5 separate regions of the Mus musculus genome follow, and all the other regions are linked to region 2. A link is a contact called in public Hi-C, Micro-C and promoter capture Hi-C data. All regions are on one chromosome and are shown on one strand. Each heading gives the region's core, a stretch centred on a gene start, on an enhancer-like site or on the middle of the called end of the contact. The rest is flanking DNA. Distances are from core to core; before and after follow the strand shown. Region 1 holds the start of Psmd7 (proteasome (prosome, macropain) 26S subunit, non-ATPase, 7). Region 2 holds the start of Tango6 (transport and golgi organization 6). Region 3 holds the start of Wwp2 (WW domain containing E3 ubiquitin protein ligase 2). Region 4 holds the start of Nfat5 (nuclear factor of activated T cells 5). Region 5 holds the start of Nqo1 (NAD(P)H dehydrogenase, quinone 1).

Region 1 (5,373 bases), core at 2,179-4,678, 910 kb after region 2:
TTCCACCTCTTTGAGAATTAGACACAAAAATAAACCCTGACACATTTGTGAAACTTAAAACTCCAAAACAGAATTCTTAGAGGGTAAGCACTGTGCAGCCCAGAGGCATCTGTCTCCCAGACTTGCTTAGGGGCCAGTCACACGTGATGTGACACATCAGTTCCAGAGCAAGAATGAATAAATTCAAGTTCCCCCCAGAGAGCAGCTGTGTGGTGTGGGGTGGGTGAGTGGATCCAGAGACTTGATAGCTCCACTGAAATAACATCAACACACTTTACTACAACTAAGGCGCTAGGGCAGGCAGCCGTGAGGGCCAGCCCAGCCTCCAGCTTGGGTGGTCTACACAGCCTTAGACTCCGACTGTGGTTTATTTATTCTACCTCAGTTTTTTATTACCACTAGTCTATTTTCACTTGGTCCAGCTAAGTGAATCAACCCTTGACAATATACAAAAAGACCAGGTTTACACACACACACACACAGACACACACACACACACACACACAGACACACACACACACACACAGACACACACACACAGACACACACACATACACACACACACACAGACACAGACACACACACACATACACATACACACACACACACACACACACACACACACACACACACTTAGAAACTCAGACTTACCATTGACCTTCTTGAACATCCCATACATGTTTTCCAAATAATCATGGTCTAAAAACCAGACAGAATCATCTTTGTCATCTTCATCAAAAGGTACTAAAGAGAGAAAGGGAAAAAGAGAAAATGAAAGACTTTGCCTAGAGCTACAAGTTCAGCCACCGTGGAACCTCAGCAGCACCTGCCTCACTATGTGAACTGTCCAGGGCAGTACTGCTTCGCCTTCATTCAAAACCTCCCCACTCCCAGCTTCTCTTAAAATGCTAAAGACTGAGGTACCCCAAGGAGGTACCCCTTAAAAAGGACACACTCTCTGACCTGCTAAAGGCCCAATTCCTGCATGGTCTCTTTAAAGATCACAGATCCTGCTGGCAATAAATAACACACGGAGCCTAAACGCAATGTTCTGGCACCGATTCATTACCGAGTGTAAGGGAAACAGTCCCCATCTCTCTCCTTGCTCCACCAAAGCCAGGGTTCAAATGTTTAGTGCTGGAGCTGACAAGCTACCCGATGGCTTGTTCTGAAATGCAGCCAGGCTACCGTGACACAGTCTGTAGCAGCCCTTGCACTCCAACAGCTGAGCTGAGAAGCTACAACAGAGACTAGTGTGGAGCCATCGGTCTCCCTTTCCTACGTATCAGCAATTCTGAAATAGGAGCTTCAGACTGTAGTAAAAAAGTTCTTTTTTTTGGGGGGGGGGGGGAGGTGTTTCGAGACAGGGTTTCTCTGTGTAGCCCTGGCTGTCCTACAACTCACTTTGTAGACCAGGCTGCCCACGAACTCAGAAATCCGCCTGCCTCTGCCTCCCAAGTGCTGGGATTAAAGGAGCGCGCCACCACTACCCTGCTCACTTTTTTTCCCCTTTTTTGTGAGTAAACAGACATTCTAACCATGCTCAGCAAAATCAAAAGCTTATCCTTTACCTGCAAAACTGTTGGATACATCAAGTACTTTCTTTTGCCATGATCCCAAAAGCACACCAACTACCCGCTTCTGGTTTCCAACCTTGCCAATTCTGAGTGAGAAAAACAGGTGGTCAGTCACAGACACTCATCGAAAAAGCTATTACTTGCGACTGAGTAGCAAGTATCAACAACAAAGATACAATTTAGTTTATGTCGGACCTAAGGTCCATAAACAAATGTAACAGGTTAGTTCCCGTAGGAAAGATAAGGAAACACCCCAACCCGCATTGGAAGGATACTTTCTAAAGATTCCAGATACTCCCTTGGAGAAAAAGTCATGCTTGTTTTTCTTTTTCTCAGCTTTATCCTTTAAACTCTTTCCCCTCCTCGCTACACTGAAATCTCTCCAGGGATGAAGATCTAAGAGAAGTACCAGTTTTGTTTTTTTTTGTTTGTTTGTTTTGTTTTTGTTTTTTTTTTTTTCCGAGACAGGGTTTCTCTGTGTAGTCTTGGCTGTCCTGGAACTCACTTTGTAGACCAGGCTGGCCTCGAACTCAGAAATCCGCCTGCCTCTGCCTCCGGGGTGCTGGGATTAAAGGCATGCGCCATCACGCCCAGCAAGAATTGTTTTCTTTAGCCACTAACAAACTGCATATTTGGAAACAACTTAATTCTATGCTAAGGAAACACACAAGCCACAGTGAAAGTAACATTACACCTCTCTAACCCACTAAAACTACTTCAAACAACGAGTTTCCACATGCCAAAGGAAACTTCATCCACGAGTCTTTAAAGCCCCTCCATCTGTTCCTTGATACAACTACCAACAGTGTCTGCACCCCCCCCCCCCATTCTTACCAATTGTTAAAATAAAGCTTAAACAGTGTTCACCCCATCAGGGCCCCTAGTATCCCAGGCATTCCGAACAATACAACTGAATTCAGACTCAAAAGGCTCCGTCTTGAGGTTTTTTTTTTTTTTTTTTTTTTTTGGCTCTGGTTGAGTTAGCTGCACAAAGCCTGCTTCAGACCAGGCACTAGCGCCGACTTGACTGCAAGTAGACTCCCTACTGGACCTTCATATTTGTTAACTCCTCACACTAATTATCTTGTAAAACTTCCGAACACGTGCAACAGGTCTGGCCGGATGAACGGCTGGAGCAGGCAAGGGTGGCAGTGAGCTACCCAAGGGAACTGTAGGCTGGCCCCAATCTGCACCTGCCTCGTTTTTAGAGGAACAAGCCGACACCTTATTCATTCCCATTTTAAAGGTACCATTCGACCAGAATCCCAAATCGAAACTTGGCTATGATCCCTGCCTCATCCAGAAAATCGTTCATCGGGGACTCCGAGACCGGGGTTTCAGTGACAGCTTTTACAGGCACGGGCACACGAGACTGAAGCTCGGTCTTAAACGGCGCCCAGCCGTTCTGGGAAAAGGCGCGGCCTCGGCGGGTAGCATCGTTCCGGCTCCGGGGCCTCGCCAGGCGGGCCAGACTCAGGAGTGGCGGCCTCGGTGGGGGTGCGAGGCTGTCAATGGGTACCGAGCACCGCGGTGTGGAGCCGCTGGGGTCGCTTGTCCCAACCCGTGTCCCCGGCCGCCGCGTTTGTGCCCGGCGCGCCCGTGACTCAGCAGCCCTGCGCCGTGTGGCCGCCACGCGCCACCCGCTCACCGGTTGAAATGATCCACCACACTGAGCAGCACCAGGGGGTGAACCACCACCTTCTGCACCGCCAGCTCCGGCATCGCGACACAGCCCGACCACCGGCCCGGCTCCCTGCAACCCGCAAACACCAGCAACCGCAGCGACACAGGCCGCTCCTCCAGGCCCCAGCACCTCCCCTTCCGGTTTGACCGCCGCTGCACAGTCGACTTCCGCTCCCAGAGCGCTTTGCGCTCGTGCCCGCCCTGTCGCCAGGGGCGCCATCTTGAGAAAGGGAAAGAACCGCCTTGCCTTCTGTGGGACTTAGGCTATTGACGAAGCTTGGCATTGAGCCTTTCCCTAGGTTTTTGTTTTTGTTTTTGTTTTCGTTTTTGTTTTTCCTCAGTTGTTTGCCAGCTCACCATTTCTCCTCCTTGGAAGGTTGTAGAAAAAGGCAGATAAACATAAGTAGTAACAGCGTGTACTTCTACTAATCAAATAATTAACGACATATATTTAACTTTCTTTTTTTTTTTTCAAAGATTTACTTATCTATTATATGTAAGTACACTGTAGCTGTCTTCAGACACACCAGAAGAGGGAGTCAGATCTCGCTACGGATGGTTGTGAGCCACCATGTGGTTGCTGGGATCCGAACTCTGGACCTTCGGAAGAGCAGTCAGGTGCTCCTACCCACTGAGCCATCTCACCAGCCCTTAACTTTCACTTAACACTTTAAGTCAGCACTGTTTCAAAATTTCCCAGAGGAGTTTCATTTGTTTGTTTGTTTGTTTTTGGGTTTTGGTTTTTGTTTTGTTTTGCTTCTTTTTTTTTTTTTTTTTTTTTTTTTGAGACGGTGTTTCTTTATGTAACAGCCCTGGCTGTCCTGGAACTCACGTTGTAGACCTGACTGGCCTCTACCTGCCTCTGTTCCCTGAGTGCTGGAGTTAAAGTCATATGCCATCACACCTGGTTTTTATTTATTTATTTTTAATGTTTTATTTCATTGCTTTTGAAGTTGGGCCTTCTATGACATTGACTAGCATGGAAATTGTTGTATAGTCCAGGGTGGTCCCCTGTCTCTACCTCCTCCTAAGTACAAGGGTGACAGCATATGCGACCACACGTGGTTTAGAGATGCTCTCGGTCTCTAACACCAAGGGCACACTTTGGGTGTATGACTGGATACTTTATCTATAGTTTTTATTTCTGGGAATTTTCCTTAATGCTCACTGTGACATAATGAGTGCAACAACATTCAGGTTTTGTTAATCCCAAAGATTTGGGGAGAAAGGCCACCAACCCAAAACACCATGGCTAAATTAATTAAAATTAATTAATTAAAGCAAGCATTTTTATTTATTCAATTTAATTTAGTTTTTATAGGGGTCCCCAATTTCAATTCAATGCTTGGGTGTAAGTATCTGTCTGTCTAAGTCAACTGCTGGTAGGGCCTCTTAGAGGACAGCCATGCCAGTCTCCCGTCTGTAAGCATATCATAGCTTTAAAACAAGCATTTTTTTATTTGTGTACATGGGCTGTCTCTTCCTAAAAACGGGTGTGTGTGTGTGTGTGTGTGTGTGTGTGTGTGTGTGTGTGTGTGTGGTGGTGCTGGTGCAGGGGATGGTTCAAGAAATCAGCATTGGGCATGAGAAAGACAAGGTTTTTATAGCTCAGAGGTAGGGAATTTTCAAATAGGGGATTTGGTGCTCAAAATAGGCAGGGTTACAGGAGCAGAACATGAACATAAGACATCAGTCGCAAAGACCCTCTGAAACATAGACATGATTGCAAGGTGGTCTTAACAAGGCAGTCATAACAACGACCTAACAAGGTAGTGAGAACCAAGGCAGTCATACAACCTTTTGAAACAAAGTTAGGGTTGCAAGATGGTTGGAAACAAAGGCACAGTTTTCTGGAACAGGAAGTGCAGAGCCACTTGTAATTAAGGTTACAAATCATAAACAGAAATGAGCCTAGTTTGTCTTTATTATAAGATGGTTTTTAAGCCTAAATGGAGTCAGGCCAGTTCATCAGTTTCTCCCTGTCTATATGTTACTAATTATATAACCAGAGCTAGAAGAAAGCCATCCGTACCAGTTTTATACATTTAAACTTAAGGGTTAAGGAGAAGAAAGTATATTTTGGTGTTAACTAGGAACAAGAAGAGCGAAGGCT
Region 2 (5,296 bases), core at 1,418-3,917:
ACTGATCAGATAGTCATCAAGAAGATTGTTAAAGAAAATTTTCCAAGGTTCGGAGTGCCAAAAGCAATAGTGTCAGATAATGGTCCTGCCTTTGTTGCCCAGGTAAGTCAGGGTGTGGCCAAGTATTTAGAGGTCAAATGAAAATTCCATTGTGTGTACAGACCTCAGAGCTCAGGAAAGATAAAAAAGAATAAATAAAACTCTAAAGAGACCTTGACAAAATTAATCCTAGAGACTGGCACAGACTTACTTGGTGCCCCTTCCCCTTGCCCTATTTAAAACTGAGAATACTCCCTCTTGATTCAGTTTTGTTTTACTCTTTTTGAGATCCTTTATGGGGCTCCTGTGCCCATCACTGTCTTAAATGATGTGTTTAAACCTATGTTGTTATAATAATGATCTATATGTTAAGTTAAAAGGCTTACAGATGGTGCAGAAAGAAGTCTGGTCACAACTGGCTACAGTGAACGAGCTGGGTACCCCAAGGACATCTTACCAGTTCCAGCCAGAGATCTGATCTACATACACCTGCGTCATGCTGAGACCCTCAAGCCTCACTAGAAGGGTCCCTGCCTAGTTCTGTTTACTAATCTGCCTTATTCTGTTTTTGTTCCCATGTTAAAGATAGAGTAAATGCAGTATTCTCCACATAGAGATATAGACTTCTGAAATTCTAAGATTAGAATTACTAACAAGAAGAAGTGGGGAATGAAGAATAAAAAATTACTGGCCTCTTGTGAGAACATGAACTTTTTACCTCGGAGCCCACCCCCTCCCATCTAGAGGTTGTTCTCGGAACACTCCTAAACTTTTCACCCCAAAACTCCTCACCCTAAAGTTCGAACCCTCCCAACTAAAAACTGTTCCAAGAACATTTTTGAGATAAAGGCCTCCTGGAACAACCTCAAAATGAACCAGGTACTCCTTAGTTACGTAGGTTCCTTGATAGGACATGACTCCTTAGTTACGTAGATTCCTTTGGCAGAACTCCCTAGTGATGTAAACTTGTACTTTCCCTGCCCAGTTCTCCCCCTTTGAGTTTTACTATATAAGCCTGTGAAAAATTTTGGCTGACCGTCGATTCTCCTCTACACCACTAGGTGCCACTAGGTGTATGAGTTTCGACCCCAGAGCTCTGTGCTTTCATGTTGCTGCTTTATTTCGACCCCAGAGCTCTGGTCTGTGTGCTTTCATGTCGCTGCTTTATTAAATCTTGCCTTCTACATTTTATGTATGGTCTCAGTGTCTTCTTGGGTACGCGGCTGTCCCGGGACTTGAGTGGTCTGAGTGAGGGTCTCCCCTCGAGGGTCTTTCACCATCACCCAACAAAACCAAGATATTCCAATGGGGCTGTCTGTAGCTAACACATTCACAGATACAGGATATGTGTGTGTGCGTATTTATCTTTAGATTAAAGAATTATTTATTTTACAGTTATGAGTATTTTGCCTGTACGTGTGTCTGTGCCCCACATGAGTGGCTGGTCATCTTGGAAGCCAGAAGAGGGCATTGGATCCCCTAGAATTGGAGTTATACATGGCTGTGAGCCACCTTGTAGGCGATGGGAATTAAACCTGGGTCCTCTACAAGAACAACACCACGGATCCATCTCTCTATCCCAGTGTGTATTTACTTTTAAATGTCAGAAAAAGGAATCAGTAATACAAAGTTGAATATTTTTTGTTACTGTTACTTTTGGGGAGAAAGTTATGAACTTGTCTTGCCACGTCAGCTTCCCTGAACGCTGGTGTCATTGGTGTGAGCTTCTCTTTCAGGGTCTATGTACATCTGTGAACTTTATTTATTGTGTTTCTTTCAGTACTTGAAAATTTACATACTAAAATGTGTATTATTTTTACGAGAAACTATTTCTGTTCCCTCCCCCACCCCCTGGGTTGAAGTACTGAGGACCAAACTCATGGTTGTGTGCTAGAGTGTTATTACTGGATAACATTTCCAATCCTTCATAGCTTTTAGACGGTCTCACTAAGCTGCCTTCACTGGTTTTGAACACGTGATTCTCTATAGCTGAGATTTAGAAGCATGGGCCACCATGCAAGACTACTTGTGTTTTTTTTCTTTTTGTTTTTGAGTCAGGGTCTCTCAGAGTTCCTGGTTGGCCTTGAGCTTACTATGTATGTAGACCAGGCTGACCTTTGGTTCTAAGTACTAGACTTAAAGATACATGTCACCACATTGGTCTTTTATTTTACCTTTTCAATTATATTTTCTTTCTTTTTTTTTTTTTTTTAAAGATTTTATTTATTTATTATATGTAAGTACACTGTAGCTGTTTTCAGACACACCAGAAGAGGGCGTCAGATCTCGTTACGGATGGTTGTGAGCCACCATGTGGTTGCTGGGATTTGAACTCTGGACCTTTTGAAGAGTAGTCGGGTGCTCTTACCCACTGAGCCATCTCACCAGCCCCCTATATTTTCTTTTAAAAAATATTTTGTAAGTTATGCTTGTGCATGCGTGTGTATGCGCATGAGTTGCTGGACCTGAGTTTGCAGGCTGGTGTCTGATAGGGATGCTGGGAATTGAACTGGGGCGCTCTGGGAGAACACAAGAAACTGTATCTTGTTTTTTTTTTTTTTCCCGGAGAAGGGGCGTTCCAGACAGAGTAGGCCCCGCCCCAGGTCTTGGGCCCCGCCCTCCAGCAGAGGACACGCCTCCGCCACATTCAAAATGGCGGCCGCGCTGGCCCACTTGGGTGTTTGAGCACGTCGCAGGTCGCTCCACTCCAATCATGGCGGCCTCCGGACCGGCGGCGGCTGCGCCGAGTGGCGTTCTGGTGACATGTGGTCTGGAGCAGGTTCTGGAAGCGCTGAAGTTGCTGCTGAGCCCGGGAGGTGAGAGGACGAGTCTCGGCGCGGGGCTGGACCTGAGGCTCGCGGGGTCGCGGGTCACCCAGGCTCGCCCTGGCTGCTACCGCATGTTTCCCGCAGGCCCTCCCGGCATCTCCATCCCCACTCCCGGGAGCGCTTGGGCTCTGTGCAGTCTCACTTAAAACTTAAACTGAAGCTCCAGGAAAGGGCCTGCAGTCCGCTGACCGCTGATGCCGGCCGAGGTCCGTTGGGCGCCTCGCTGAGCAGCGGCTTCGGTCCACTGTTTGCTCCAGCACAGCCCTGACACAGGGACTGGAGACGCCTTCACACAGGTGTAATGTGATGTCCCAACCGCTTGAGGGCTCCGAGCCTGGTGTGCACGCTTGAGATTTGTACAAAATGCCAAGTGACCAGAGATGCCCAGCAGGGACGTTTTTTGGCTGAATTTGAGGAAGATTTTTAAGGGTTTCTGTTTTGGTATCAGAGGTGCACAGTCACCTTTAATCACTTGTTGAGTTAACTTCCCAGTTTAGTATTTGAAGAGACCTTGGGAATAGTGAGACCTTGCATTCTCACTGTTGAGTCCCAATTTGTGGTGGTTTGAACTGCCTCTGCCTCCCCAGTGCTGGGATTAAAGGCAAGCATGACCATTCACACCTCCTGCCCCTTTCTTTCTTTAGACAGGGTATCACTGTATAGTTAAGGTTTGTCCTGGAACTCACACCTCAAATCAGGTGGTTATATTAGAGGGATGTCCATGGACCTAGAACTCAGTTCTGCCTGATCTCCTTGTCAGACTAAGGCAGATTATTCAGAATAGAACTTCTGATGGCATCTGGAAACGTAGAAGGGTGTAAGAAAATAGGATCCTAATTATAAGCACAGCATGTCTGGGTGCGTGTAGAATTATCAAGGTAAAGGCAACGTGTGTGATTACAAGGTGAACACTCTCGGTCTTAAATGTCGACCCCCAAACTACAGCTGCAAACATTACAGAGTACTTAGTGGGACGTGAAAAGCAATTAGTAGTAGATGATTGCCTACTAAGCGCCAGTCCCTATAGTCCATTTACTTGTAGATCATTTAGTCCTCACAGCAGTCTCCTAAGTATTAATAGGCATTAATTTTTGCAGAGGAACATACATGTACATTGGAAATTGCCCAAAGTAAATCAAGTTCGTGACAAACCTCAGTTCCTTCACTAAAAGCTTGCAAAATATACTCTCTTGCCCCAATTAAGAGTCAACGGCAGGATACGTATTTTATTTATTTATGTTTGAATGCCTATTTCTGTGAGTGTATGTATGCTGTGTGCATGCAGTAGCCCACAGAGGCCAAAAGAGGGTGTCAGTTTATCTGGAACTGGAGTTACAGGCAGTTGTATCACATGGGTGCTAAGACCCAAACCCCAGTGCAGAAAGTGGTCTTGCCCAATGAACCATCCTTCCGGCTTCCACATTAAAAGGAAAAAGAAAAAAAGATTATTTTATTTTTTTAATAATATGTATGTGTGGGTATGTATGTGTGAGTGAAGTTATCCAGAGAAACCAGAAGTGTCAGATCTCCCTGGAGCTGGAGTTATGGGCAGTTGAGGCATCTGACATGGGTACTGGGAACTGAGCTTGTACCTTCTGTCTTTTAACTTACTAATGGAGAGATCCCTTGTTCAGCATTTGGCAGTCGTAGCTATTGGGTTGGTTTAGTTTTGATTTGTTTTTTCCCCCAGTTTTGAGATAGGGTCTCATGTACCCCACATAATGAAGGGTAATCTTGAATTTCTGTACCATATAATGAACTTAAATTTCTGATTCTTTTACCTCAGTCACCTGAATGCTGGGATTACAGGCCTGCAGTGTCACACTGGTTTATGTAGTACTGGGGCATCAAACCGAGGGCATCTTGCCTGCTGGGCAATTAGTCTACCAGCTGAACTACATCCACACCACTGTTTCCAAACACTCTTGTTTGGAAGGGGAAAAAAAATAGTATGCTAAAATTCTTCGTTTTTAAAGAAGGTTTATGCTATATTTATTTATGTGTATGCGTGTGGGTGCCCATGGAGACCAGAAGAGGGCACTAAATCCTTTGGAAATGGAGTTATATGAGGTTGTGAACCCTTTTATGTGGGCGCTGGGAACTAGATTCTGGTTCTGTGAGAGGGCGCTAAGTGCTCTCTGCTGCTGAGCCATCTCTCCAGCCCCCTAAATTATTCTATGTTGTGTATGTAGACTATTGTGTACTGCATGGATCTGGATGTGGCTTTTTTGTTCTTTTCTGTCTTTTTTCTTTTCATTTTTCTTTTTTTTTTTTGGTATGACTTTTTAAAGAGAACGTTTCATGTTATAGCCCAGGCTGCCCTGGAACTCTCTGTGTAGTGCAGGCTGGACTCAAACTAATGGCAATAACTGCCTCAGTCTCCTGAGTAACTCGGTTACAGGTGTCAGTCTCCTGCGTAACGGGGTTAC
Region 3 (5,482 bases), core at 2,388-4,887, 750 kb after region 2:
ACTGAAATTGCTCAAATAGCAGGTAAAAGCCCCTCCAGGAGCTGGTCCCTGGCTATAGCCTCCCCTAACTATGGCCTGGCTTTCATAGCCGAAAACCTTCTAATTAATAATCAGACATAGATAGAAAACTTCATTGTGCATATAGATATGGTCATGGTCCAACCCCCACTGTCTTCATGCCTGGTTCTGGGAACTGAAAAAGGCAGATACAGGAGAGGTGATAGCTAAAGTGGCTACAGACCAGCAAGCCTTATACCATCCATTTTGTTTACTTAGTGATGACCACTTTAAAAGTCTGGTTGTGGGCTGGAGAGATGGCTCAGTGGTTAAGAGCACTGACTGCTCTTCTGAAGGTCCTGAGTTCAAATCCCAGAAACCACATGGTGGCTTACAACCATCCGTAATGAGATCTAATGCCCTCTTCTGGTGTGTTTGAAGACAGCTACAGTGTACTTAGATATAATAATAAATAAATGTTAAAAAAAAAAAGTCTGGTTGTGCTGAGGAGAGGAAAGATGTGGGAATTTCTCTTTTGAGATAGGAATACAGAGTTTACAATTCTATACATGCCCTGTGGCCAGGCCCTCTAGTTGCCAGGAATAAGGGAGTTTCCATTGCAAAAAAAGAAAAAAAAGTTGTTGTTTTTTTTTTAAAGATTTATTTGTTTTATTTATATGATCATACTGTAGCTGTTTTCATGCACACCAGAAGAGGGCATCAGATCCCATTACAGATGGTTGTGAGCCACCATGTGGTTGCTGGGAATTGAACTCAGGACCTCTGGAAGAGCAGCCAGTGCTCTTAACCTAACCGCTGAGCCATCTCTCAAGCCTCCCACTGCAAAAATTAAGAGTTGTGGGACTGAGGCTTCCTGAAAAATCCCTTAAGAAAGATTCCGACCTTTGAAAAACAGGGAAGGCCTGGGGAATCTGACTCTATGCCACAGGAAGGGACCCTGGGATAGAGGCCATCATCCCCAGCCAGAAATCAGACTGTCAGCCCACTGACTGATGAAAGTGGGATGGGGAAAGCTCAGAGTAGTGTTAAAGGGCGTACAAGGGACAGGAACTTGTCTAATATCCTAAGCCTTTCATCAAGGCACTTGCCCTTATTCTGATGTCTGCTATTCTGCCTTGTGGGCTAACTCATCTGGACAACAGCAATATTATTGGGGCTCTGCGCCTACCTGGTGGCCATGTACTAACGGTTTGACTAAATGTGCCTTTTCTGATGTTTTCCAAGCTGAGTAGACAGGTTGATCAGGATCTAGAGGTATTAAAATTTTCCATGTCTGAATTAAAACAACAGTTGGATTCCCTTGAAGGAATGCTCATATAAAATTGGAGAGAATTGGACATACTTCTTAGGAGATAAAGGAAACTATCTATGTATGGCTTGGGGGAAGACCTGTCGTTTTTTTAATGGTAATTGATCAAGAGTAATTAGGAAAAAAGTCTTGTCATGTAGAGGAAAACTTCAAAAAGAAAAACAGATGAAGACATAAATCAAATAGTACCTGTCTCTATCTTCTTGGTCCCCTGGCTAACTAGTCTGTTATCAGCACTGGATGGATCTTTAATTCTCATTCTGATTGGCGGAATGATAGGGCCGTGCATCTTAAATTATGTGGCCGGTTACCTATCAGTGTATCTGTCCAGTAAAATTAATGGTCCTTAGGACCAACTACACTTCTTTCTTTCTTTCTTTCTTTTTTTGAAACAGAGCTTTTCTATGTAGCCCTGGCTGTCCTGGAACTTGCTCTGTAGACCAGTGGTGGCCTTCAATTCACATAAATTCCCTTGCTTCTGCCTCCTGAGTGCTAGGACTGAAGGTATACACCACTGTCTGGCCAATTACACCTCTTCAGAGTAGGGTGAGTCCATGACTTGACTCATTCACTACGAACTGACTCCATGATGGAAGTACCACTGTGGCCATAAAACTCAGCACACAGACAGCACCACCTGCCAACATGAAAACAGAGACGGGGGGGGGGGGGGGGGGGCAGGTGAGATGGCTCAGCGGGTAAGAGCACTGACTGTTCTTCCGAAGGTCCTGAGTTCAAATTCTAGCAACCACATGGTGGCTCACAACCACCCATAATGGAATCTGGCGCCCTCTTCTGGTGTGTCTGAAGACAGCTACAGTGTACTTATAATAATAAATAAATAAAATCTTAAAGAAAGAAAGAGAGAAAGAAAGAAAACAGAGACATAATCCACCAAAGTCCCCAGTTCTGGGAAAGTCTCTAGATGCATTCATCTCGCCTTTTGGCTTCTGTAGTTCTGTTGCTGTTTCTGCTAACTGGAGCATGTCGACCCAGGACGCGAATTTTGCGCTTAAAACCTCGCCCCGAGAAAGGCTTGATACTACACAGGGATCCTGAACACCCAGTGTAGTCACAGGGTGGCTAATAAAGACTTTCTCTTGGTAGATACCCCACAGCAAAGACACCGGACACACAGGTGGTACACAGATACACTTCAAGAGAAACATCTATGTAATAAAATACAAATGAAAATGTAATATTTCAGTTAACAAAAACCCAACAAAAATCCAGGTAATCAGAACAATTAACTCGGTGGTGGATGCCAGCCTAGGTTACATAAAATCTTGCCCCACCTGTCTCCTCTCTCACCCCTAACCCTCCACCCCAATGGTATAAACTGGTAATCCTAACTACTCAGAAGCTAAGGCAATGGAATTAAAAGTTCTTGGCCAGTTGGAGCATTTAAAATAAGACCCTGTTCCAAATAAAAACCAGAAAGGAAGCAAAATGGCTGGGAACATAGGTCAGTTGGGACGCCCTGGACTAGTCACGTTCAACTGTCAATCTTGCAAAACCCAGAAAGTTTCTGTTGTCCAGGCTACGGTGAGGTATGTCTACAATGCCAGGAATCAGGTGGCCAAGGACAGCGCTGGGTTCCAGGTCAGCCAGGGTTACTTACATAGATTCCCTGTTTGTTAATTCATAATGTTCAGTTTACTCCGTAGGGGAGGGGAGCGGGGGGGGGGGGATGGGAGTTGGTTCCCCATGGGGAAGACACGTAGGGACTCCGGAAGTTTTGAAAGGGTGTCAGGTTGTCGTGTGTCATGTCCCATGCTCCACTCCCGTCCCTCTTTCCAGTTTTGCTTCTTGGAACAACAGATGCCTTACAAAGGCCAGGGCATTTATACTTCTAGAACTGAGAACAAGGCCTTACAGAGTTGGCACAAGCTAACGACATTACATGGGATGCTCAAGTTTGATCAGTATACATCTGTGGTACCAAAACATCCTTTGCAAATTTGGGGACATGCTTAGAGTTACACGGTTTATCTGACACTCAAGTTTGGAGGGGGGGAGCGTACTGTTTTTTATCCAGCAACTCCTTCAAGACTTGACTTAACTGATCGGATGGTCTTCTCCCACCTGTACCATGGCGGGAAAACAACTGTACTTGCTTCCAAAGGCATACATAAAGACCCCGGGGCCCGGTGAGCCCTTATTTTATACGTTTGCTCGGGCACAGCCCGGGTGATCCTTGCAATCCCGGCCCTGAGCGGGTCAAACGCTCGCCGCCCGGGTCCTAGGTGGTCCGCACCTGCGCGCCCCGGCCAGCCTCTTCCGGGTCAGGTGACCGCGCACGCCCACGTGACCCGGCCCGAGTGCGGGCGCTGGAAGGCGGAAGTGGAGCGGAGTTAGGCGCCGCTGGTGTGGCCGCGGCAGGTAGGTGGCGCGGGGGCACTGGGGGGCTCGGCAGCGAGCGGGCGGCGCGGGGCAGCCAGGGGGCGGCGGGCGGCGCGAGGGGCCGGGGGCGGCGCGGGGCGGGCGCCGGGGGGCGGCGGCTTCCTGTGGGAGGGGCCTGGCGCGCGGTTCCGGCCTCCGAGGAGGGATGTCCCGGCTCGCGCCCGGGCGGGGTGGGCGCGGGGCCCGGCGGGAGTCGCCCGCTGGTGGCGCTTCCGGAAGGAGACCCCCAGCCCCGGGTGCCTGCGGTGCGGAGGAGCCGTGTCTGTCTGGGAAGGGGGCCCGACCTCAGCCGGGGAAGACTCATTTGCTCCCTGGAAGGGGCTGCCTGGGAGTGGGCGTCTGGCTTGTAGGGACAGGGAGAAAAAAATCTGGACGATGCGGCCTGGACCCCATTCCAAGAGTCTTTTTTCCTTCCGTCCTCTTTAAAAAGGATGGCGATCCGGGACTTTGATACCGGTTCTGTTCAGTTCTTTAAACTTCAGGAGGGATCCCTGAGTCTTGATCGTCTGACTCTGGTCACACCCACTTTGCCCTGTTTGGGTAGGGTTTCCACTTGTTGGGAACCTTGCCCATCAGATCGTCTTTCTTTGAGATGCTCCCGGATCGGGTCATCTTGGAGGCCACCAAAAAAAAAAAAAAAAAAAAAAAAAAAAAGACGTGTAGGTGCTTTGCTGTGATCATAACAAGACTTTTAACCTACACTGTTGTTGGCGACCTGGGCCGGCGTTACCTCAGCAACGCATTGACTGCTGAAGTCATGGACAGTTGAAAGTCTGCCCATACCGATTTGAGACCTCTCAAGCTTAAATTATGCAGCTTCCTTTACCATGTGACTGCTTATCTTGACCAGCTGTGACTAGGTGGGGTGACTGAGAAGTTTCTCTTGTGTTCCTTAGAACTGTGACCTAGATCGTAGTTTTTGAGGTTAAAAATACCCATCTTAAGATTCTTCATCCTCTAGGCCTAGGCCTGAAGATGGCTCCAAGTTCCAAGCCAGCCTAAATAAACAAACAGGCCACCCTCTTTTCCCTTCACTTTTGCTAAGGTTTGCAGAAGTGAAGCAAAGTTTATGAATGCAACGAAGGTCAGGGTTCAAATGGGACATTGACAGGAGCCAGAATCACAGGTCGCTAGGGGGGAAAAAGCACTTTGCATTAATATATTAGGAGTTGAAGACTTGGGGGGTATATTATAAGCATTTAAAAGTTAATTTTTGTAGCAGTCTCGAGAAGTCATTCACACTTTATAGATAACAAGCTAAGAGAATTGACTTAAAATAAAAGATGTATTTTTATTTGTGTGTATGTTCCTGTGTGTATGTGCCCACCAAGGACAGACAGAGCATTGGGTCCTTTGGAGCTAGAGATACAGGTGGTTGTGAGCCTCTGGATTTGCATGCTGGGAACTGACCTTTGGTCCCGTGGAAGAGCAGTGAGTGCTTTCGCCTGCATCTCTTTAGTCTCAGCCTGCCTGACATCCTCATTTTGTTTTTCTTCCTTGTTTACTGTCTTCCTGCTAGGACTGTAAATCATTCAAGGGCAGTGATCTTATTTTACCTGACTTCTTTGGCTACTAGCCCCAGGCCTGGTATGTTAGGAGTACTTGGTCAGTGTTTGAGAAGTAAATGAGTTTTTAAAGGTCACACTGCTCGGTGTATGTGGAGAACAAGGGGTTAGAGCATAAGTTTCCCGTCCCTTTCTCTGTTTAGTGTTACTGGTCTATGGAAAGCCAGAACCATGAGGAGAAGGCTTC
Region 4 (6,068 bases), core at 1,951-4,450, 610 kb after region 2:
TTCTGAGCTACAGTAGTCTTTTGTTGTTTTGTTTTTGAGACAGAATCTCTCTACATAGTTCAAGCTGGCCTTGAACTCACTTGAAAACTTGTCAATATTCTCGCTCAGCGTTCCTCTGTGGCAAGATTGCAGGCATGTATCACCGATCTTGACTTATTTGAGTTAAGTCACTGATACTGAAAAGAATAAAATGAAAACCTTTTCCCCCCCTTTGTTTGCTTGCTTTTGTTGCTGTTTGAGACAAGGTCTCAAACTGTAACCTGCAGTTCACATCGATTCTCCTGCTTTCAGAGTTTGTGTTATGGGCCAACGTGTTTGGTGTAAATCTAGGTTTCTACATTGCTGCAAAGCATGGAAACAAAAATTCTCCTTCTAAATCAGGGCTGGGGAGATGCTCAACGATCCTTGAAACCCAATGTAAAGGTGGAAGGAGAGAACTCATCTCACAAAGTTTTCCTCTGACTCAAAAAGTGCACCAGGGCGCATCTGCCCACAAGTAGGCACATATGCATACAATAAGGCATACATCTTAAAGATTCAATTGAAACAGTTTTTTGAAGAATGTATCCATTGAAGGAGGGGCTTTGAATTTTCATCCATTTAGTTATAGCAAATGTTTGCTCTGCATGTGGCTCATGGATATAATTTCAGCACCTGGAGGCTGAGACAGGAGGACCACTGGGTGTTTGAGGACAACCTGATGTACATACTGAAAAGGTAGGCCAACCTAGGCTACAGAGAGAGTCTGTCTCAAAAATATTACACACACACACAGTATTCAGTGCAGCGCCTGTTGGGGTGGTAGGTCCTGAGCCTGCAGAGTGCCAGTCTAGAGAATTAACTGTCAAAGACAAGTCACACTTAGTCACACTTTGGAGGATCCCTCTTCACTTCGCTATTCTCTAAGCAGAGAAAATCTGATCAACAGAAAGCATAATGGAAAAACTTTGAGTAAAGGGCAGAGAAGAGCTGAAAGGGGAAGAGGCCTTGGCCCTTCTTGACTTGTTAACTAGGGTCAGAAAGGGGATTTCCTATACCCTAAGTGTGTTTCAATCTCATAGGTTTGGAGAAAGGACTATGCTTAGTGATTCACCTCGCTTTCTCAGTACTGAGGCTCAGCCTGGTCCATTGTAATTTCCTCTTCATGTATTATGTAGTGACTAATGGAAGGGCTAGGTCACCAACCAATGTTTTACTCCAACTCAAAGCTATAGGATTTCAATTGGCCTTAGCGTGTTAGGCAATAGGAGGTTTGAATCTTCTCTTATCAAATGAGCGGGTCTCTTAGCAGCTATGAAGGGACTTCCCTTGGGACGTGTTACAACAGAGTACAGTGGCCATAGAATTTTGAGGGTAGTTTCCTGTTTTGCTCTGCTATGTGTTGGGGTGGCTCAAAAAACCTTCCTTGTGACTGATGAAAATGCTCACAGGGTTCATTAATTATCACTAAGAATTCAGTGAAGATAATCAGGCAGCCTGTATCAGATGTTCAGATGAAAGGATAGGTGGTTTCTGATAACACAAATGTAAATTCTAGGTCTGTAGGTTAAGCTTGCTAAAGGGCCCACCCCAGAGCTGCCTGCACTGGGGCCTCCCTTGCTCAGAGACTCTTCCCCAACTCCAGCATTCCAAGTCACAATAAAGTGCCCAAAATCACAGAGGCAAAACTTTGTTAGGGATTTATATGGGTACATCCGCAGGGTTTTAGGATTTGTGACCAGCTTTGTAGACACAGTAACATACATCAAGGCATCTTTAACACCTGAAAAACACTGCCCACGTGGCTGTTGGCATCAAAATCCCACACAGAATTAAAAATTATTTTCCAAGATGCGCACCCTGTGCTCAAATTGATATTTTAATAACTCGATTAAAAATTTCCCAAAAGTCTATTAAGAGTCAGGAAACAGTCTGTGGTGGAGGTGAGGATGTGTTTTTGCAACGGAAACTTTTAGCCCCCGAGAACAGAGCAGCCAAAAAAATCTCATTTACATGTTTTCCCTCCATTCTCCCTTAGCACAGTGAAAAAAATGAAAACCCGTGTGGAAGAGTATGTTTGCTTACTTCTCTCCCCCTACCCCACGCACGCGTGTGCATTACACACAAGCCATGTGGACTCACATGATCCCATTTTTAAATTGTCTTTTATTTTCCACTCCGGAGTAAATTCGACCATTCACTATCAGAGACATCATTATACATAAACTTAAACAACAACAACAACAAAAATCAAAGCCAGGCATGGTGGTACTCTTCTGTAATCCCAGCATTCGAAAAGCTGAGTCAGGAGAACTGCCCTAAAATTGAGGCCAGTCTAAATCTACACAGCGAATTGCAGGCCAGCTAGACCTACATAACAAAATCACCTGTCTAAATAAATAAATAAATGCAGTCGCCGTAAATTTGGTGTGGTGGGTAACGTGGGGGGAAAATATTTTCATTAAAAAGAATCAATAGCCGAGCATGGTGACTTCTGACCGGCAGGGGCAAGCACAGCTCTGTGAGTTTGAGGCCAGCCTGATCTACATAGTGAGCTCCAGGCCAGAGTGGGCCAACAGAAATCATCAACAACAAAAAAATCCACGAACAGGAACAACAACAACAAAATCCACAAACAAAACTTGGTAACTCGTGATGGTGGTGGTGGTGGTGAGTATGGCTTGCCCTTTCTTAATTAAAAAGTGAGTCTGATAGCCCCTTGACCAGCTCACTGCAGACACTGCTATGAAAAACCCCGAAGGGCCCGGTTGCTGTCCAAGCTGTGGAACTCCATTCCCCAGTGCTGAGCTCCAGCGAGCGGGCCTCGATCGCTGCAAGTCCCTGGAGGGCTTTTCCCCTCCTGGCTGACATCCAGGTCCCCCAGGGTCTGTGTCCTCCTAAGTACACCACGGAGCAGGGCCGGCCGCCTCAGGCTCGCCGCCACCAGGTCGAGGCAAAAAAAAAAAAAAAAAAAAAAAATCTTTTCCCTTCTCAGGGCCCCAGAAGCCAGGCCGCCTCCCTCCACCCTCCCTGCTGGCTGGCGGGGCCCTTTCCCAGCCCGGGATCAGCAGCGGCCGCAGCAGCGACGGCAGGAAGCGAAGCCCTTGTTGATGCTGTTCCGTGGCGCGCCTGTCCGCCCTCCGCCGGCCGCCAGGCTCTTCCGGGCTCCCGGACCTCCCCCCCTCCGCGCGTGCGCAGTGCCCCACGAGGGGGCGGGGCTCAGATTCCTGTCAGCGGCGCCGGCGGTGGCGGCGGCCGTCAGTGTGCGCTGAGGAGAAGCCCGAAACGGACCCGTTTGGCTCTCCCTCTTCCCCTTTCCCCGGTCCGAAGCTTCTGGTCTCTGGACTCACCGGGAGTCAGTTCTCCACTCCGCAGAGCTGTTCCCTCCACTCCGCCGCCCTTCTCATCGCTCGGCCGGGTGGGAAGTGACTGCCCTCGAGGAGGAGGAGGAGGCAGCGGCTGCCGCCCTCGCCTCACCGCCCCCGGTTCGGTGCCCGCGGATCCCGGAGAGGAGGTGCCGCCGCCACCGCCGCTCCCCCCCTCCCGCTGCCCTCGGGCCGGGCTGGGTCGAGCTGCGATGCCCTCGGACTTCATCTCATTGCTCAGCGCGGACCTAGACCTGGAATCGCCCAAGTCCCTGTACTCGCGAGGTGAGTCAGATGGGGGGGTGGGGGGGTGGGGCGTGGGGGCGGGGAGCGCGAGCGCGCGGAGTCCCGGGCTGGGGTGGGGGGGTCCCCCGTCGGGGCCGGGCTCGGGCGGGCTTGCCCCTCACGAGAGTCCTGGGCTGGCCGCGGAGGGCCAGGGGTGATCCCGGAGCTGCCGAGCGGCGCCCCCCTCCCCAGCGCGGCGCGGCGCGGCGGCGCGGCGGGGGGCTTAGGGTCCGCGCGCCCCCCAGAGTCCTCTGCGGTCCCGGAGGTTCGCAACCTGCCGGTCGGCGGGTCCGGACTCCACCACACTCGGCGGACTGCCGGCCCAGTCCTCCCCCGGCTCGGGAATCACCCCACTGGTCCCGCTGCTGGGGACACCGGGGAGGGGGGGTGGAATCGGGGCGCCGCGGCTCGTGTCCCCCGGACTCTCCTCTTTGGCAAAGTTGCCCCACGCCGGGCTGCGTGGCCCCGAGGGGCTTCGGAGCTCAGGGTCACCATTTTTTTTTTTTTCTCCCTCTGGTCTTGTTTGTGCGCGGTCGTCCTACTCCCCCCCCTTCCCCGGCCTAGTCCACTCCCTCCCCATGTCGGGACGGCCCCCCTCGGCCAGGCGTTCTTCCTTTCCTCGTCATCTTCTTGCCTGGAAAAGGCCCCAATCTTCTTTCTCTCTTTCCACCTCCGTGACATTCTAATTACTTCTCTTTTACAAAGATAGGGATGCCCTCCTTGGAGTACTTGTATTCCTCTCCCTGGAGTACCAGGCTCGGGCACAGTCCTGCCCTTTGAGAAAAATTCTCTTCTGTTGCTGTTCAAGGGCTTCGTGCAGAGAGGAGGCAATGAACAGAAAATCCCATTTAAAACTACTTTGGCTAAGGCCTGCAGGGGATTCCCAGCATCTAAAACATTAATACTTGAGGTGATCTCTGCTGGGGTTAAATTCCTACACTGGACACCACAAGAATGTGTCAGAACAGGTTCCCCTTGCAAGGGGTATCAAATCAAAAATGCCCCCATCTGTACTCATTTCTTATACCAGTGGAAGGAGGCTAAAGACAGTTCTTTTATATTTTTTTTTACAAATAAACCATGGTGAACCCTTTTCCCAAGAAATCCAGCATTTCTCCTATTTTTTTGGTTTTACAAACCCACCAGAAAATTTCACCTCTTTGGGGTAGAGAAGGACTAAGCCTGGTGTTAATGTATTTATATGAAGTGAATCAGAGGGATGTGGTTTGCCCTGGAAGGTGCTAGACTTTATAGACTACAGGCCATTGTCTGTTGCTTTGATGAATTTAGTTGGCAGTCACTATCCTGTAGGATGTTTTTCAGATATTACCTAAAGTAGCTTAGAAATATTGTAGTTTGAAGTGTCAGAAAGAAGAGAAAATATCAAGAGATGATCCTTAGAATAGGGCTAATGCACAATTGGATGCTAAAAATAGTCAAGACAGTAATACCATTTGGGCAGTAATCATTAGATAATTTTCCATGAAACAAATGCTTTATCAAAATCTAAGTTTAGCTTTAGAGACCAGTGTAGAAGCAACCCAACCTTCCTTTTGCAGACTAAACTAATATGGGCTTAGGCTCTTAAAAATACATAATAGTTATGTAAGAGATGTATGCTATCCTTGGCATTTTTTTCTCATTCAGCATAAAAAGTACTTAATGCTTTTTGTGTTTTTCAGATTCTCTGAAGTTACACCCATCACAGACTTTTCATAGAGCTGGACTATTGGAAGGTCAGCAAAGTGCCCTGTTACAGCATAGTGTGTCAGTGTGCAAAGGCTTTCTCTGAGATGGAGTTGAAGTGGGAAAGTGGGAAACTTTGCAGACTCACACAATCTAGTTTTTTTTTTTACTAAGAAGCCTGATCCTTCTTTTAGAGCAGCTAAATGTTTCAGTGGATTTCATTGCTGTGCTTGAATTGCTTGTAGGCCGTTGTATCTGCTTTGAGAGGCCTTGGGAAAATCCCTTAGGATCATTTAAAATTATGTGTTGGGTGTTCTACTTTAGTATTTCAGTTAAATTGTTCTTAAACACAAACTAAATTTGCAAAGATTCAAACGTAAAGATGACAAATTAATAAATACAGCAGTGACACCAAACACATACTTAGTTTGAAAATTCCAAACTGAAAACTTTTGGATGTTGTAAATTTCAAAATGATATATAATCTATTCAGCAATTATTGACATTATTTCTGTTTCATTATATGTAAGGATAAGAAAAGCTACATAATAGGAATGATGCTTAGGGGGGAAAAAAGGCCCCAAGACAGTTCTGGGAAAGTTTATAGGATATGTACCTTAAACAGCTGACAATTACTTTAAAAAATGTTTTCTTTGTTGTAGTAAATATTTTAACCCTGCATTGTTTGGATAGATTTATTTTTTAGACTTTACACTTACCTTCTTTGAATTTTAGGGTCTTGGTATTAGATAT
Region 5 (5,702 bases), core at 830-3,329, 720 kb after region 2:
TTCTTGATTAGTGATTGATTTGGGGAGGGTCAGCTCCCTGTGATTGGTGTCACCCTTGGGCAGGTGCCACTCACTGGGTTGTGTGAGAGAACAGGTTGAAAAGGTCACAGAGAGCAAGTCAGTAAGCAGAGTTCTCCTGCTTCAGTTCCCACCTCCAGGCTCCTGCCTCCATTTCCCTTGGTGACGAACTAGGACCCGGAACTGTCAGCTGAAACCCACCCTTTCCTTCTCCGCTTGCTTTTGGTCGGCGTTTCCTCGCAGCAACAGAGAGCAGACTAGGTTGCCAGTATTACAGCCTATGGGCGTCATTTTTCTGTTTTACTTTTTATTTTGTCAATCTTCTACTCTAATTTGTAAATTAAATTTAGCCTGGCCTGGACACACACCTGCACTGGGGCGCAGAGGCAGGAGGTTCAGGTGTTCAAGGTCAGCCTAGACCAAATCGAGTTTGAAGCTAGTCTGGCCATAATGAATGAGTGGATGAACGGATGGATGAATAAACAAACACTGAACTGAACCGAACACAAGTGTGGGAGTGTAAGATAAATATGATAATGCTTGTGCTCTGTGCTGTCTGCGGCTGCAGTGGAGGGGGCTTGGAACATTTATCCCTCATGCATAAATGGAGACCGAAGCAGACACAGCCTTACCAGCTGTTGAAAACCCTCCCTCGCTGGCTCTCCCAGCAACTCATCGCAGAGCTTAGAGAACACTGGGATGACCCTGTACAACGGCAGAAGCATCCTTCCCTCCCTCTGTGCTTTTAGCAAGGCGAGATCCTGAGTGCATTTGCAGAGTCTGAAATAGTTTTAAAGGGAAAGGAACTCCAAAAAGTTAAGTCCCGCCCCAACAGAGGAAACACCTAAACCTAATTGCTGCCCAGAACTCAGAGCCAGGCCCTGTTGGGAAGTACTTAGCCCTGGAGGCTACTTGGCCAAGAACGCAGTAGATGCCAGTCAAACACTAGACAATAATGTGGTGGTAACTGCCAAGGACTCTCCCCTGCCTTCCCCTGGGCTGATGGCAAAGTGAGGAGACTGTCACAAAAATGGACCAATTAACAAATCGGATTTCCTGCTCCAGGGTCACAGTAGAAACTTTCCAGAGCCAGGTAGACTGGAATTAGGCTCCGATTCTGTTACACTCCTTCTCAGCTACGCTCCCTGTACCCATCTCCACATCTTCCCGTTTTGTTTCACAAAGTGGTGATACCCCTTTTAAAAATCTGCGGTTTGGTTTGTTAGTTTGTTTGAGACAGTCTCTCTTCATTATGTAGCTCTGACTGTCCCGAAACTGGATCTATAGACCAGGCTACCTTGGAACTTAAAAGAAATTTGCCTGCCTTTGCCTCCAGGGTGCCACCAAGCCCAGCAGTGGTCCCTGTAAATTGCCTGCTTGCATTTCTAAATGTTAGCAACGTATTTCCAAATGGTTAAATACTATCTGGCCTAGGTTGGGGATGTGCACAGAGCTCAGGTGGTAGAGAGTTTGTCTAGTATGCAGGAAGTCCTGGTTTCAATTCAATTCCCAGAGCCGTAGAAATCAGGCGTGGTGATATGCACTTAGAATCCTGGCACTTAGGCAGTGGAGGCAATAAGACCCCAAGTTCAAGGCTATCCTTCACTATACAGCAGCTTTAAGGCCAACCTAGGACACATGTTACCCTTTTTCTAAATAGTCCAAACGCGGTACAGGGAGTGGCAGCTCTGTTAAGGAACGGTGTAGAAGGGGCAATGCTAGAGTTGCCCACGGGTGAACTTGGGCTGCAGAATAATCTGCATCGCTGGTTCTGAGAAGAAGTTCTCCTTCCAGAGACTAACCGAGGCTCATCCAGGTTCCTAACCACCTCACTTTTCCTCTTTGAGGCAAGGAACAAAACTCACAGCCAGCCCCTACATCCTCCTCAGAGTAAATCAGACTGGAGTTGGCGCCACACTCACCCGCCATGGCTCCAGATGTTGAGGGAGGATCGTAATACCGAACGCTGATTGGCTGAGCAGCTGGTTGCCAAGACGACCCTAAAGCTCTTCGGAGAGATCCTTAGGGCTGGCTACAGGCTAGGCTAGTAAGAGCTGAGCCTTGGGGTATGGGCTGAGCGAAGGCTTTATATCCTGCTTATGCCCGCCCAGCCCACTGTGCAGAGCAGCCAGCGAGGGCGGGGCTGGACTCCAGAACCCAGAGGCATCTTGGGAAGATACCAAGTTTTTGGCAGGGAGAAGCAGTTTGGGGCTGGACTAGGACTCCTGTATATGGAAGTCAAAAGGGTTCCCCGGGAGCAAGGGAGTGAGAGAGAATTTGAGGATATGGGGACATATTGAATAAATTCATCTGCTCCCTGTCCCAAGACCTCCTGGGTACAAAATGGAAATTTCCAACAGAATTTTTCGAGCTTCGTGGGACCTGCCTACATAATCAGCCTGTGTAGATTAGTCCTCACTCAGCCGTGGGAAGTCACCTTTGCACGCTAGGGGAAGGGTGGGGCAGCAAAACGGATGGGCTCAAATTTTGCCGACTCACTGTGACTCTAGACTGAAAGTTCAGAGAGACTTGTCCTCGTGTGAAATGAATTCGTGCTGCGTTCTGCTCTTAGAAACTGCAAAAACTGCTCCCTGGGTATACACACTTGGGTCTCCTCAACTTTGCCCCCGGTGACCAGGTAACGGGGAACTCATCTGTGCGACTCTCTAGGAAGCCAGAGCAAAGCTGGCAGGAGACAGCAGCCACAGGGAAGTGTTTCTCTGTGTAGCCCTGGCTGTCCTGGAACTCACTCTGTAGACCAGGCTGGCCTCGAACTCAGAAATCCACCTGCCTCTGCCTCCCAAGTGCTGGGATTAAAGGAGTGCGCCACCACGACTAGTACATGCTTTTAATCCCATCACTTGGGTGCCAGAAGCAGGCAGATCTCTGAGTTTAAGGCCAGACTGGTCCACATAGCTAGTGCTAGAACAACAGCCAGGGCTACATAGGTGAGACCCTGTCTCAAAAACAGAGAAAGAAAGAAAAAGGGTTGGAATAAAGACCCTACATGTATGTGTGTGCCTTGGTCAAGCTCCCAAAGTAGGGTAGACATTATAACAGATTGCCATCATTAAAAGAGCTCAACTTTCCTGTTATCTGATAAATTCTGACAGTGAGGGAAAGACACACGTGCAGTCTCCTGTGGTGACAGGCTAGTGACAGCCCTTGTGATGGATCTCAGTGGAGTCTCATTCCGGTTAGGGCAAAGCCGAAGTAACACAATGGGCTATAAGAGGGAAGAAAGAAATATCAGCTGCAGCAGGCAAAGAGACCAAGGACAATTTTTAAAGCAACGCACTTCCCAAACAAAGAAAAGGTGAGAACTTATTAGGGAGGCAGATTCTTGTTCCTATGGGGGAGGTACTTTGGGGAGGGTACATTCCTGCACATGCCCAGTTTGCACCACAAAGCTTTATCTGGAAATAAAAGGATACCCTGAAGGTTTCTTAACACAGGGACCCTTGACCCTTGAAGGCTTGGCCTTGCTTAACTACTACAGTTGAAGATACGTGAGACCTCATTTCAAAAATCAAAAATAGGAGCTGGGGATATAGCTTCATCAGGAAAGGCTATCTGCTTTCTCACTGGATGCTGTGTGACCAGGCAGCTTCGTCTGCGATGTCAGACTCTCCTCTCAAACAACGTGCTAAAGTAGTTTCCACAGGCTGCTTCTGTCTCAGCATCAGACAAATACCAAACACACCACACTACAATGTTCAACATTGGGTTTTCTGGTGTTTCCTTACAGTTTGTGCCTGAGGGTCATCTCTCAGCTGTAAAGAAATACCAACATAAAAACCACAGTTTATTCCGGAGCCATTTTGAGTGGCCACGGCCTGGGAACACCAATATAGGGTACCCCAAATTTTATGTTCCAATGTGGGTGCAGCCTCACAAGATTTTTACAATTTACAGAACAAAGTAATAAGTTAAGGCGACTTTAAAGTACGTTGGTGGGAACCCTGGAGAGGTGGGTACACTGGAGAGGTGGGTACATCGAGATGGGGGGGTGGGGTTTATGGTCCAAGATGCTATCTGATGACACTCTCAGCTCTTGGATTGGCAGAAGTGACACTGCCATAGTCACTGGAAACAGAAGAGTCACAGAGTCAGCTCGCCTGTTTGACACAGTTCCAGCCAAGCTGAGCCGAACGAATGCGGCAATCGCTGTCCTTCTGTCTGTCTCTCGCTTTTAGGTTTTGGTCTCTGTGTGTTTTGTTTTGGGAGCTTTCTGCATTATGAGTCATTTTTAAGTCTTTTTCCAAGGAAAAGTATGTCTGAGTCTTTTTAGGAAAAGCCTAAAATGAGCTTTATCTGGCCACTGTTTGGATGTCTCCCTCATGGCCTGGAGATCATTAAGCTCAGATAAACACGTAACTAGATGAAGCCATTACTCCAGGAATCTTCTTGGGGTGTCTACCCCTGAATAAACTCAAACAGTCTGATTAGTGCAGGGTAAACAGAGACAACCGACAAACTCTGACTGGCCAGGAGAAAAGGGGACAGATTCAAGGCCTTCTTTTACAATATGCTTAGAGATTACTGAAAATGTAAGATAGCGAGTCATACAGGGCATACCCCTGGAGGAATAGCACTCGGAAAATAAGGGAGATTGACTACACGTTCTCTACTGTATAGCACAGATGAGGAAACATGTAATAAGTTAGGTATTAATGTTTGCTATTCATAGAAAGACCAGTTCAGATATCTTCTGTTTGTCTGAAGTGCTTTCAGACTGCAAACACTGCCACCCTAAAAGCAGGCTGCCATATAATGTGTTTGCTTTGGAGGAGACAGTCTTTAAGATTCTTGACATTGCAGTTATAGAGCTAACAATAAAAATAAAATCTGTGCATTTGTATTTTCTAATTGTGTCTGAACTTGTAACGAAAAGTCAGACACACAATCTGTACTTCTTGCATAATCATTAGACTGTCTTTGTTCTGTGAAACCTGTATAAATAACAAGTACCTCGTTGCCAGTCAGAGCTGCAAGACTACCCTGACCATTGATTGACTCCCTCCCCTCAGCAACTCCTCCCCTCCTCTTCTGAGGGCCCTGCCCTGTAGGCCAACAGGCACAGAGGCTAATATTCTGCTAAGTTATATCTTCTGTGAGTTTTTTATTTATTATCACAAGGTGTTAGCTCCAGAAAGCTAAAACTAGATAATTAGCCTCTGAACGTATGAAATCTCAGTTTCTCCACAGTACTGGAATTCCAATTGGTCCATCAGTCTGCAGACAGGTTTCTTCCAGGAGTTTTTTGTTTTTTGTTTTGTTTTCTGTTCCTAGCCAGATAGCTTCCTTTCAGGAATTGTTTTTTCTTGAGTTGGGGTTTCTCTGTGTAGCCCTGGCTGTCCTGGAACCAGATATGTAGACTAGGCTGGTCTTGAACTCACAGAGACATGCCTACCTCTTTCTCTCTAGCCCCAATCTGCTTTCTTATAGAATCTAGCCCAGGGATGGCACCTCCCACAATGGTCTGGGTCCAACCCCATCAATCACTAATTCAGGAAATGCCCTACAGTTGGATCATACAGAGGAGCAGTTCTCAGTTGCGGGTCCCTCTTCAGATGACTCTAGCTTGTGTCAAGTTGACATAAGACTAGCCAGGACATCGGAGACATGGACTGACACTGTACTGTCTTTACGTTTCTGTCATGTTTCTGTTTGTGGTCATTACA

Evidence for each region. Promoter capture Hi-C pulls out the DNA fragments that hold promoters and counts their contacts. Hi-C and Micro-C count contacts between places; a contact is called where the count stands out from the background.
Region 1: a contact with region 2 is called in a Hi-C map of the G1E-ER4 cell line, with 5 times the contacts expected there. The contact joins the promoter of Psmd7 here to the promoter of Tango6 in region 2. A contact is called at or near these places in 2 of 39 promoter capture datasets (the C10 cell line and pre-B cells), 4 of 484 Hi-C or Micro-C datasets (the G1E-ER4 cell line, the HL-1 cell line, cardiomyocytes and 1 more), 1 of 115 datasets of contacts at active chromatin or transcription factors (cardiomyocytes) and 1 of 9 other capture datasets (liver).
Region 3: a Micro-C map of embryonic stem cells shows a contact between it and region 2, with 5 times the contacts expected there. The contact joins the promoter of Wwp2 here to the promoter of Tango6 in region 2. A contact is called at or near these places in 5 of 39 promoter capture datasets (the 3T3-L1 cell line, hippocampal neurons, liver and 1 more), 5 of 484 Hi-C or Micro-C datasets (CD4 T cells, CD8 T cells, cerebellum and 2 more) and 1 of 115 datasets of contacts at active chromatin or transcription factors (astrocytes).
Region 4: a contact with region 2 is called in a Micro-C map of embryonic stem cells, with 5 times the contacts expected there. The contact joins the promoter of Nfat5 here to the promoter of Tango6 in region 2. A contact is called at or near these places in 3 of 39 promoter capture datasets (cranial neural crest, hippocampal neurons and pre-B cells), 2 of 484 Hi-C or Micro-C datasets (embryonic stem cells and neutrophils) and 7 of 115 datasets of contacts at active chromatin or transcription factors (astrocytes, bone marrow-derived macrophages, cardiomyocytes and 4 more).
Region 5: a promoter capture Hi-C map of hippocampal neurons shows a contact between it and region 2, with 3 times the contacts expected there. The contact joins the promoter of Nqo1 here to the promoter of Tango6 in region 2. A contact is called at or near these places in 3 of 39 promoter capture datasets (the HPC-7 cell line, cranial neural crest and hippocampal neurons), 1 of 15 datasets of contacts at CTCF or cohesin (embryonic stem cells) and 1 of 9 other capture datasets (embryonic stem cells).

Annotation. Positions count from the first base shown.
Region 1 is chr8:107,585,054-107,590,426 of GRCm38.p6, forward strand. It overlaps Psmd7 (proteasome (prosome, macropain) 26S subunit, non-ATPase, 7), which reads right to left and starts at 3,429. Exons shown (of 7, transcript NM_010817.2): 1 at 3,226-3,429; 2 at 1,572-1,663; 3 at 652-744. The coding sequence starts at 3,299.
Region 2 is chr8:106,680,401-106,685,696 of GRCm38.p6, forward strand. It overlaps Tango6 (transport and golgi organization 6), which reads left to right and starts at 2,668. Exons shown (of 18, transcript NM_173037.1): 1 at 2,668-2,855. The coding sequence starts at 2,753.
Region 3 is chr8:107,432,733-107,438,214 of GRCm38.p6, forward strand. Wwp2 (WW domain containing E3 ubiquitin protein ligase 2) reads left to right here and starts at 3,638. Exons shown (of 24, transcript NM_025830.4): 1 at 3,638-3,709.
Region 4 is chr8:107,290,270-107,296,337 of GRCm38.p6, forward strand. Nfat5 (nuclear factor of activated T cells 5) reads left to right here and starts at 3,201. Exons shown (of 15, transcript NM_018823.2): 1 at 3,201-3,629; 2 at 5,312-5,365. The coding sequence starts at 3,557.
Region 5 is chr8:107,401,126-107,406,827 of GRCm38.p6, forward strand. Nqo1 (NAD(P)H dehydrogenase, quinone 1) reads right to left here and starts at 2,080. Exons shown (of 6, transcript NM_008706.5): 1 at 1,941-2,080. The coding sequence starts at 1,947.